2 separate regions of the Zea mays genome follow, and region 2 is linked to region 1. A link is a contact called in public Hi-C data. All regions are on one chromosome and are shown on one strand. The core of a region is the stretch at or near the end of the contact, and the rest is flanking DNA. Distances in the headings are between cores, read along the strand shown.

Region 1 (5,640 bases), core at 2,521-5,020:
CAATTGGCTTTCCTCCTTATAGTTCCCCCCAGTTGTTTTTTCCCTTGATTGTTTGGATGGTAGCTAGCTTTTTTCTATTCTCTTTTGTTTGTCTATCTTTTCTTTCTTTGTCTAGGTAAGTCAGGTTTGTGCTCCCCCTTCCTCTCCTCTCTTTTCTCTTCCTTGTCTGTACAGCCCTCCTATACCATTTCTTTTCCTATATTTATATTTATAAAATTGCCGCCGCTGTAGGGGCTTCCCCTACAGTTTTCCCGGTCAAAAAAAAAGTTTATAGAGAATGTTATTAATATTTATGACTCTTAATAGGTATGATACTTCATTGTGAATCTAATTATTATTATTAGATATCATAAATAGTTTTTTGTATGTATTTAGTCAAAGCTGAGATAGATTGCCTTGGTAGAAAGCTCGATTGCATCCTTTTTGGGAGGGAGTAGATCAAATGAAAAAACAAAGGAAATATAAGCAAGAAAGTAAGCAATTTTCATACTGTATGAGCAGATAAACGTAATGTCAATTTGTTTGCATGAAGATCATAGACATATATTGAGTCATCATTGCTGCCAGCAACAAGTTCCCGTCCATCAGAGGAAAATTTTACAGAAAATATTCCAAATGAATATTGAACATCTTCATGCTGTGAAAAATCCAATCCATCATGGATGTCCTACAGAAAGATGTAAAATTGTGATTACTGTTGACTAAGTAAAATAAACAGTGAAGGATTACATCTAACATGGTACATCTCCAAAAGGTATTGTAACTGATTTTAAACACCCAGAGTAATTAACTGCAAAACAAAGTGAATATCATCCCCAAATACATATATATAAGCTCTATCACTTACTGAGCTCATCAATATATTCCAAGGTTCATCAATTAAACTAAATGATAAACACAGTAGGGGGGGGGGGGGTACATCTTGTCTTCTAATATTAGCACCATCCAGCTGATGGATTCAATGCCAACTTTAAGAAATAAAAAGTTAATGAGTTCACTAATGTTTTACCAAGAAACAACAACTAAATCCACAGAGGTTCCTTCACTAAAATAGGTTTGGTGCTTGCATATCTTGCTCTGTTTATTTGCAATGGAAGTTAAAATGAAATGCAGTTATAGATGATTAACATAAAAATCGTATTATTAAAAGAAACATGTTTCTACAGAGTCATTGTTTGCTGCGCAACCAGGCATGTGAAAGTCCAAAGCAAACCCAACTGTGCCCACTTTTTATCATAAAAAAACTTGAAAAGCGAATGAGTGCAAATTGCAAGAACCTAGTAAGAACTCACAGTGACGTTAGCATAGGATTCTCTTGCCGCATTCCCAACATTGACAATATGGATAATAGGTGCCAGACTAGAGTAGGCCTGCATATTTACAATGAAAAACAATTATTGGGCTTGATATGCAAGCAAAAATGGGGAGCAAGAGAGAGCATTCCACAGATTGGTGAAGTAGAGATATACATAAAGGATAATATGATATGCAAACATAAAGAGCTAGAATGCATTTCGAAACTCTAAGGCGTAAAATAAACTCGGTGGGGAGGGAAAGACCGCCCTCTCGGCAGAAGAGACCGAAACATGGTCCCGGCCGAGAAGATCCCCGAACCTTGGCCCCCCATCACTAGCAGGTCGTCACCGCCCACTCTGCAACGGCCCAGCCAGAAGGTGGCGCGCAGGACGTAACCCGGGAGCAGGCAGGGCATAGCGAGGGGATTTTTTTAACCAAGCCCGAAATTCGCCCCTGAGGGGGATCGAACCAGGGACCTGGAGGTGCTACTCGGAAGCCTTAACCATTACGCTAGAGGCCCTTTGCAAACCTCTAAGGCGTGCTCATACCAACAAACAAAATATGTAGCATTATGTCATGAAAGGACCAAATGGACTAGACGAAGTCTCAAATGTCCCTGTAAACTTCATTGTCCTACAGGTACTTCCAGTCATTGTAGTTGATGTAATGGTTGGAACAACTTCGATGCATTTCATCTTGGTAGCCAGACATAGGTAAGGTCAATATTGCACAACTCATCTTTGGATGCTAGCCTCTATGATATTGTCCATGTGAAACATCCATTTCCCAACTGCAACATGTTTCCACTAGAAGAACCGGAACTACCCAGCTCCCAGCCCATATGCTCTCCCGTCAAAAGATACAATAATAAAAAAAATGAAAACTTGTTGTAAAACATGTAACCACATCTGGTACTCTTTGGTTTATTCACCTGTTGAACAGAGTTGCATATGAAATATTTCTTCTTGATAAGAAGAATAATGAAAGAGATTTATCTACAATGCTGACTGATGAAAAGTTGCAAAATAGAGTTACATGCAAACCAAAACTGAACAAAGCATGTAGAATAAGGGTGATAAGCTAAACTTATTAAATCCAGGAGAAACTTACAAGATACCGCTGATCAGGTGATAAGGATACATCACTGATTGTCCATCTTAAACACCTAGCATGAATGTCTTTGTGTATGCTCCAGCCTCTATCAACATCGTATATTCTTATGTGACTTCCCTGAAAATGAAAAGAAATGTTATTTATACTACGTCTATAAATTTTAACTTTAAAAATGCATAACATGATGACAGAAAAAGTAAACACCAGGAAATTCTGACTTGAACTTGTTTAAAACCTCGACTATTGTTGGTTGAGCATAGCATACCTGAAAACCAGCAACAAAAAGAGTACCATCAGCAGAAAACTGTGAAACGTAAGCACGAGAATCCATCCTATCCAATAATTCAGGATTGTTCATCGGAACATGACGACCTAGAACAAATGCACGGTCACCAGAAGAGAACATCCCCTTTCCAGAACAATCAATTTCCCTTCGAGATAATAACTTGGCAGTTGATATTATGCCTCTGTTGGTACCCATGGACTTGTAGCTTTCAGTAAGTCCTGATCTCATTCGGGTCATATGAAAAATATCATTATGTAGTGTTGCAAACTCATCGTTCACTTGAACTGAGCCAGATCCACCAGTATTCTGCCCTTCAGCCTCATAGTATTCATCGTCTAGCCTACTCATGCCATAACCCATTCTTTCAGGCCGATGTATTTATTGATTTTCTCTGCAAACACTTATCAATATTCAGACTCAAAGGCTTGTTTATAGAAATCGGAATGTTTCCAAGGAACAACGAAATTTGTTACATCTTTGCAATTGCATAAAAGACACATATCACGTGAGAGCAGCCTGTTTTTTAAGGTCAGGAGCAGCTTATGTTGGCCAGTTTGTTCGTTGAATGTGCTTTTTTAACTAGAATTCACAAGCCCGATTCAAACCTCTGGTTTCTACTCTAAATACACCCTATAAATTGTGGTATTGCATCATAAAATATTTTAAAACAGTGAAACTGCATCCGCGAACATGCAGGAACAAAGATTTTACTACTGATAATTACTAGCTATCAGGGGGAACCCAGTAAAGGGCATGGGTATACACATGTACACACGATAATTTTTGCCCAAAAAAAAGAGTTAGCAGGGATAATACTACATGTACACTACACTTGTAACTACATCAGATTCGACAAATAGATGTTAGGGGAAGAAAAGGGATAGGCGTACCCGGTGGGTGCTTGTCCCCGGCGAAGGGCCCAAAGAAGACCTGAGCAACTGTTGTAGGGCGGAGGCGATAGTCGCCCAGTCGCCGCCACGAGAGAGCGAGAAGCGCGCACGCACCAGGGGACGGGAGAACCACGCCAGAGCGAGCCAAGGGACAGAGGGAAGCGCCGGAGAATGGGAAGAGCCTGGGCGGACCGGATAACAAAAAAAAAAGGGCTTGTAGAGGGTTTTCTTGCTGGTAGCAAGCGGTTCTTTGCACACACAGTCACACCTCACGCATAAGAAAACAAAGTGATGAACGGGAGAGATTTGCCATTAGTATTTGTTGGCGCCGATCTAACCGTCAATCACTACGATATGCATTGGTGATGATGCTCGCGGACACAATCACACCTCACGCATAAGAAAACAAAGTGAAGAATGGGAGAAAATTGCTATTAGTATTTGTAGGCGCCAATCTATACGCCAATCACTACAATGTGCATTAATGGCGGTGCTCTCTACGGCAGCGTGGACGGTCCGCGACCTGGCGCAGGAGTTAGAGTTTCTGCAGACAAGTCGTACGGTCCACGCCTGATGGGCGAACGGTCCACGCGTGTAGAGGCGATGGAGTTCGCCAACAACACCTAGATCTCGCTTCCGGAAGGGACCCATCGAGGAGGAGAGGTTATAGGATTTATTTTGGGATCGGCAGACCATCCAAGACGCCTCTAAACGACATAGAGCCGGAGAGAGATGAAGATTAGAGGGGAAACTATGTTATTGTCCACACCTAGGGCAAAAGGTAAAGAACGGAAGATAAATTGATTGTTTGATTAATTGTTGGTGATTGTATCGGTCGTACCCCTTAATATATATAGGAGGGAGATCTAGATCCGTTTCTAGACGTCTCCCAACAGCAACACCGGATTTAGAGGGGCAAATCGCGTGGAAAACAGATTAGTTGTGCCTAATCTGATCTATTCGTGGACCGTCCACGCCTACGGGCGGACTGTCCTCGTGCTGGACCATCCGATCCTCAAGGTCGGACCATCTGACTATGCCCAGTACCACAAATGGTGCTCAACACATGTCCCTCTTTCTTTTGGAGGAGCTGGGTGAACCAAAAGCACTAGCACATGATGTAATCAACTCGACGTGACCACATCGGTTCTTTTAAGCATCTTGCCACGTACTACAATGATATTGCTTCCAAAAACGTTCGTTCAGCGCATTGGACAAGTCCTCACCTTGTAATTTTGTAATATATAAGTGTTTCCAGGTAATGATATTACATGTGTGATCTTTTAAAGACCTTTCTAGCTTGGCGACTATTTTCCAAACTTCCGGTCTCTGTTCCTCAATGGCAAGATGGTCTTTCATACCAGGTTTCCAACCTGGAATGACTTAGCCTTGACCTTATTGTTGTAAGCTTTGCCGACCATGATCTTGTCTTTTCTATTTCTCCTAGAGCTATCAATCTCTTGTTGGTCACTTCATCAATATAGTCTATCATTGAATTATAATAATCACCGACAGTTACATCATTCTGACTGGCGAACCTGACAACATTTAGGCTTACCTCCACATGCAAAACCGCTTCCTGCCAAAAACAAGCTCAAAGGAGAAACTTTAGTAGCATGGTGTTTAGATATTCTATGAGCCCATAAAGCTTCAGACAAAACCTTATGCCAATGCTTAGGATGATCAGATATTTTCTTTTTATAAGGCTAATCAATGTCCTATTACTAGACTCGGCCTTCTCATTGTCCTGAGCATAATATGGAGACGAATTGAGCAACTTGATCTTATATGATTCAGCAAACTTATGTACCTCATTTGATATAAAAGAAGTCCCCTGGTCTATGGTCAAAGTCTGAGTAATGCCAAGTCTATGAATGATATGCCAGTTATCAACCCAATTACCTCTCTATGTGTCATGTTCTTCAGAGCAACGACTTCAGTCCATTTGGTAAAGTAATATGTGGTGACTAACACGAATTGATGCCTTTTGATGATGAAGGATGGATTTCTTCAATAAAATCCAATCCTCATCCTCTGAAAGGCCAAGGTTTGATA
Region 2 (5,700 bases), core at 856-3,355, 670 kb after region 1:
AGAGGAACTTACTTGTGCTGCAAGTGCTACAGCAACAATCCTTGGACTGCAGCGAACTAAATATACAGCAGACCGGAATCGAAGAACGTGTACATAGGTGTGAGACTTCAAAGAGTAGAAACGGACAACCGTTGGGGTAGAAATGCAACTTCCAGCTTGAGGCTCACTGTTTGTGTCTCTGATAAGAGCACTTAAGCGACCACCTTGAACCGCACCCAGGCCATTTGTCTCATCACCAGCAACAACTAGAAGCATGGGATGGGATGCTCTGAATCCTTCAATGCCTTCAGAGCTAACTGGAGTGGGTTGCATTTGTAAAAACGTAACTGGGCCATCACGTTTTGAGACCAACTCGCAAACATTTGCAGCATCCTCAACATCGAGCACTTGAAACCCATTTGAATAACCAACAAGCAGGACATGCTTGAATGATGATGGTTGAAGCTCCAGTTTATCAAATCCAGCCCACAAAACCTGTTTATAGATGGATCATCAAGATTGCATCTGTGCATAAATTAGCAGAAACATACAGCGGCAAACATTTGTCCAATCAAAATTGTTAGTGGTGAAACTGAATTGAGCTAAGCATTAACTATACTTGGAGAAACCGACATTTTGTTGTCCAGGCAAAATTTAAGAACACTGAAGAAAAATCCAAAACAAAAAAACTGTTGCCAACAATAACAAGGCACCCATTAGCCATGTGCAGTATGAGCACAGAAAAATTCTACTGAACTACTACAAAAATGACTCCGATGTTCCACCCAAACAGCCATTTATCCCTTTAAATGCTATTTAGACGCAGCAGTGGCTAGTCGTGTCCATTTAATCAGACACTTATCCTGTTTAAATGGCAATTTAGACCATTTAAACTGTCATTTAGCCCAAATAAACAGCTACAACATAGGTGGCCAACTCCTTATTGTTTAGTGTTTGGGTGAACACTGATCTAATCTGTGCTCTCCAGCCTTTTCACTTCAGACTAGTTAAACTAAATTCATGGTCAACTCACTCAAAGCTCCATTAATTGCACTGGAATTTCGAAAGTACAAGAACATCAGCTCTACCTCGTTGGATTACTCACAGCTCCTACTGCAAAATGGCGTTTCTGAGACACGATTGCAAGGGTAACAATCCAATATTATAGTATTTTCTAGCTTTTCCTATCCAGCAGTAACATTGTTAATGGTCAACTCACTTGAAGAGCGAGTAATTGCTACTAGTACGATGAATCTACTGGAACAAAGGAAGTGCGTCCAGGCACTACCCAAACCTACCACTGCAGAATGCACAATTGACAATTGAGTACACAATTGCAAGCATAGAACTGAAGTTAGCAAACCCCATCGCCCACAGTCATCTGCACTAGCAGCGTAAAAATGAAAACAAAAAAATGTTTGAAGACGAGGAGGGCAGGGGCGGGGCAGTGAACCTGGTCCTTCTCGTCCTCGGAAGGGGAGGAGATGGAGGCGGCGACGGAGGCGCCCGCCGAGCGCACGGTAGACGCGACGGAGCCAGCGTTGGAGGTCACCGTCTTGAGGCAGGACGATATGATCCGCAGCGAGCTCGGCAGCAACCCATTCCTTGCCCCCTTCCCCCGCTTCATCCCTACCCGCCGCTCCCTCCCCTCCTCCCCAGCGCGGAGACCAGCGCAAGCACCCGCTCCGACTCTGGCTTCCCCACCGCCACCGCTCCTACAACCCACGCCCCGCGACCCCGCCGCTGCCCATCCACGATCGCCGCCTCCGGCGCCGGCGAAACCCAATACCATCCGAGTGCCGCCTCCCAGCTCCCGCCGATCCCCTCCGCCGCCGCGATCCGCAGACTCAGATTGCCACCATATCCCTCCTTCCTTCGCTTGCCCACCTCGCCGCTCGTTGTCCCCTTCCCCTCCGACGCCGACCAGAACCAGAACCAACAACTCCCTGGCTTCACCCTTTTCCCTTCTCTCTCTACTTGCTGTTGCTTTCGTGTGTCTATCTCCCTCCCTCCCCTTTTAATCCCACCCGGTTTTCCTCTCCCCAGCTGGCTTCGCGTCCCCGGAACAAGCTCTCTGCCACCCTGGGTCCACTGCCTATCCGCGAGTGGGCAAGCCTTTCCTCGGGTGCTCGTGGCGAGGGCACGGGGATGGGAGCTTGCACGCAAGGGGAATATGGGGCATAGATCCCTTGCCAAGCGGGCATCCTCGACGTTGGCGAGCGGCGAGCGAGCGAGCGTGCGTGCGTGGGGAACGGTCTGTTTATCCGCTCGTTCCTTGCGAAAACGAGCTTTGGGAAAGGGGTTTATGCTTTGATTTGCTGATTTGCATGTTTGATCGTTGTTAGAGCAACTCCAATAAATCTCGATATCTAATGCCTACTAGTCGGTTAACTGTGCGTTGCGACGGCTTACAACAATACCCACGTAAATTATTCACAAAAAAATTCTCAAGATTTTTTATTAATTGTCTCCGCTTTTTACATAATATTTTTTATTAACGCACGAGTACCGTAGTCAGCAAATCAGAGACCTCCATCCCTTGCCTCCCCCACTTCCAAGGTTTCGTAGAGCAGGAGGGGAAGAGAAGAGACGGACATACTCGGAGAATGACACGACAAAGACCAGGGCATCTAGAGAGACGATATAGGTAGTATATCACTAGATATATAAGAAGAGAGCACGCAAGCTTAGAAAGAAGCCCGGCCGGAGCACAGGGTCGGTCCTCAGGTTTCATGGACCCGGAGCGAAACAAAAAAATTTGGGCCTTTAAGGCTATATATATATATATATATATATATATATATATATATATATATATATATATATATATATATATATATATATATATATATATATATATATATATATATATATATATATATATATTCAATTTTTTTCTAATTAAATAACAAAATTTTGAATGATAAAAGTCTAATATATCAAAACAACTTCAAATCTCTACTACTACTTAAGTTATTAGTGTAGGCGTCCACATTTTTTTTTGGCGCACGGTTCTGCCGGCGCCCCCGCTCTCCGCTCTCTCGCCCGCCATCATGGAAGGAGAATTTGGAAGGTCCACGTGGTTCCAAGGAACTCTCCTCTTTGCTGTCTCTCTCGCCCACCATCTGCGCGCTCTCTGGCCGCCATCTCTGCGCCCCGCTCTCTTCTCTGCTCGCCGTCGGACCCAGCGCGATCCACTCGCCAAAATCTTCTGCGCGATGCACCGCTCCCCCCTCCACCTCCGCACCATGGCGCGATGCAGGCTGGTACGTGGCCAGCATCCGGCAATCCCCACGCTCTGGATCTGGGAACGAGCAATCAGCGCCTCCATCCGCAATCAGCGTCTTCCCCCAGCCGTAGCCTTCGCCTCCACTCGCCCCGACGCCCCCGCCCCCGCAATCAGCGCCTTCGCCTCCACAAGATTGGACCAGAATCTAACATGGAGAGCGGAATCCCCACCGCAATCAGCGTTCGCTTCCACTCGCCCCGACGCCCCCCGTCTTCCCCCAGCCGCAGCCTTCGCCTCGACAGAGGACGCACGACCGTTGCGCCCGCCCTGCTCGCGGTGACCCCCTCCCTCCCACCGATAGTCGTCGCCGCACCCAGATCCATTTTCCCCAACCCTCCACGTCCTTCTCCAAGAAACAAAGCGACGATAGCCGTGTCAACGAGATCGACCCAGCAGCAGGATCGATCTGCGGGAGAGGTTCTTGTGGAGCTTGATGGCATTGTCGGTGGCGCTGCTCATGGCGCTCATCCGGGCGGTGAGCTCGCTAGCGAGCGACTCCTGCAGGGCACGGAGGAGCTGGCTATTGAGGTAGAGCGGGAGCAGCGTGTCTAGGATCTGCACGGGGTCCTGCTCGAACTGCACCACGGGGGAGAAGTGCTGCATCTCGATCTTCACCTTCTCGCGCTCCACGGTGAACTTCCCCTCCTTGGTGGTGAGGCGGAAGAGCTCGTCCTCGGTGGCGTCCACGTAGACGGCGGCGCCGGTGGCTCCGCGAGGATGGCCGCCGCGGCGGGGGAGGAGGCGCTGTCTAGCGCCACCAAGCAGAAGGTGGTGGCGGCGAAGCAGTACATCGAGAACCACTACAAGTCGCAGATGAAGTCGCTTCAGGAGCGCAAGGAGAGGTCAGTCCACTCCACTCCACTTTCCTTCCTGGTGTGATGGCAATGTGAAAGGGAATTAGGCTTACACCTAGTTCCTAAATAATTTTGGTGGTTGAATTGCCCAACACAAATATTGGACTGACTAGTTTGCTCTAGTGTATAAGTTATACAGGTGTAAAAGGTTCACACTCAGCCACTAAAAAGACCAAGTTTTGGATTCAATAAAGGAGCAAAGGGGCAACCGAGGGCACCCCTGGTCTGGCGCACCGGACTGTCCGGTGTGCCACCGGACAGTGCACAGTACCTGTCCGGTGCACCAGGGGACTCAGACTCAAACTCTTCGCCCTCGGGAATTCTCGGAAGCCGGCGCGCTATAATTCACCGGACTGTCCGGTGTGCACCGGACATGTCCGGTGCTCCAAGGAAGCTCGGCCTCCTAAACTCGCCAGCCTCGGGTTCGCGCGACAGCCGCTCCGCTATAATTCACCGGACTGTCCGGTGTGCACCGGACTGTCCGGTGTACCAGCGGAGCAACGGCTCCCTGCGGCGCCAACGGCTCCCTGCGGTGCATTAAATGCGCGCGCAGCGCGCGCAGAAGTCAGAATCGCCCATACCGGTGCACCGGACATCAAACAGTACATGTCCGGTGTGCACCGGACACCCAGGCGGGCCCACAAGTCAGAAGCTCCAACGGCTAGAATCCAACGACAGTGATGACGTGGCAGGGGCACCGGACTGTCCGGTGTGCACCGGACTGTCCGGTGCGCCATCGAGCAGACGCCTCCAGCCAACGGTCACTTTTGGTGGTTGGGGCTATAAATACCCCAACCACCCCACATTCATTGCCATCCAAGTTTTCCACTTCTCAACTACTACAAGAGCTCTAGGCATTCAATTCTAGACACATTCAAAGAGATCAAATCCTCTCCAATTCCACACAAAACCCTAGTGACTAGAGAGAGTGATTTGCCGTGTTCATTTGAGCTCTTGCGCTTGGATTGCTTCTTTTCTTTCTCACTTGTTCTTGTGATCAAAACTCCATTGTAATCAAGGCAAGAGGCACCAATTGTGTGGTGGCCCTTGCGGGGAAGTTTTGTTCCCGGCTTCAATTTGAGAAGAGAAGCTCACTCGGTCCGAGGGACCGTTTGAGAGAGGGAAGGGTTGAAAGAGACCCGGCCTTTGTGGCCTCCTCAACGGGGAGTAGGTTTGCAAGAACCGAACCTCGGTAAAACAAATCTCCGTGTCTCACTTGCTTATTCGCTTGGGATTTGTTTTGCGCCCTCTCTCGCGGACTCGTTTATATTTCTAACGCGAACCCGGCTTGTAGTTGTGTTTATATTTATAAATTTCAGTTTCGCCCTATTCACCCCCCCTCTAGGCGACTATCAATTGGTATCGGAGCCCGGTGCTTCATTAGAGCCTAACCGCTCGAAGTGATGTCGGGAGATCACGCCAAGAAGGAGATGGAGACCGGCGAAAAGCCCACTACAAGCTACGGGAGCACTTCATCGGAAGAGTCCCGCACCAAAAGGAGGGAGAAGAAGAAGAGCTCCTCCAACAAAGGGAAGGAGAAGAAATCTTCTTCTCACCACAAAGAGAAGAAGGAAAAAT

The links. A called contact is a pair of places that touch in the nucleus more often than the background predicts.
Region 2: a Hi-C map of ear shows a contact between it and region 1, with 2.4 times the contacts expected there. The contact joins the promoter of LOC103635676 here to the promoter of LOC100281565 in region 1. A contact is called at or near these places in 2 of 25 Hi-C or Micro-C datasets (ear and tassel).

The regions. Positions count from the first base shown.
Region 1 is chr8:108,469,999-108,475,638 of Zm-B73-REFERENCE-NAM-5.0, forward strand. It overlaps LOC100281565 (LEC14B), which reads right to left and starts at 3,771. Exons shown (of 10, transcript NM_001154484.2): 1 at 3,586-3,771; 2 at 2,675-3,086; 3 at 2,407-2,526; 4 at 1,293-1,370; 5 at 491-667. The coding sequence starts at 3,055.
Region 2 is chr8:109,141,444-109,147,143 of Zm-B73-REFERENCE-NAM-5.0, forward strand. LOC103635676 (autophagy-related protein 18h) reads right to left here and starts at 2,106. Exons shown (of 10, transcript XR_557556.4): 1 at 1,433-2,106; 2 at 13-474. It overlaps LOC103637166 (ATP synthase subunit gamma, chloroplastic), which reads right to left and starts at 3,979. Exons shown (of 1, transcript XM_008659417.1): 1 at 3,644-3,979. The coding sequence starts at 3,979. The coding sequence ends at 3,644.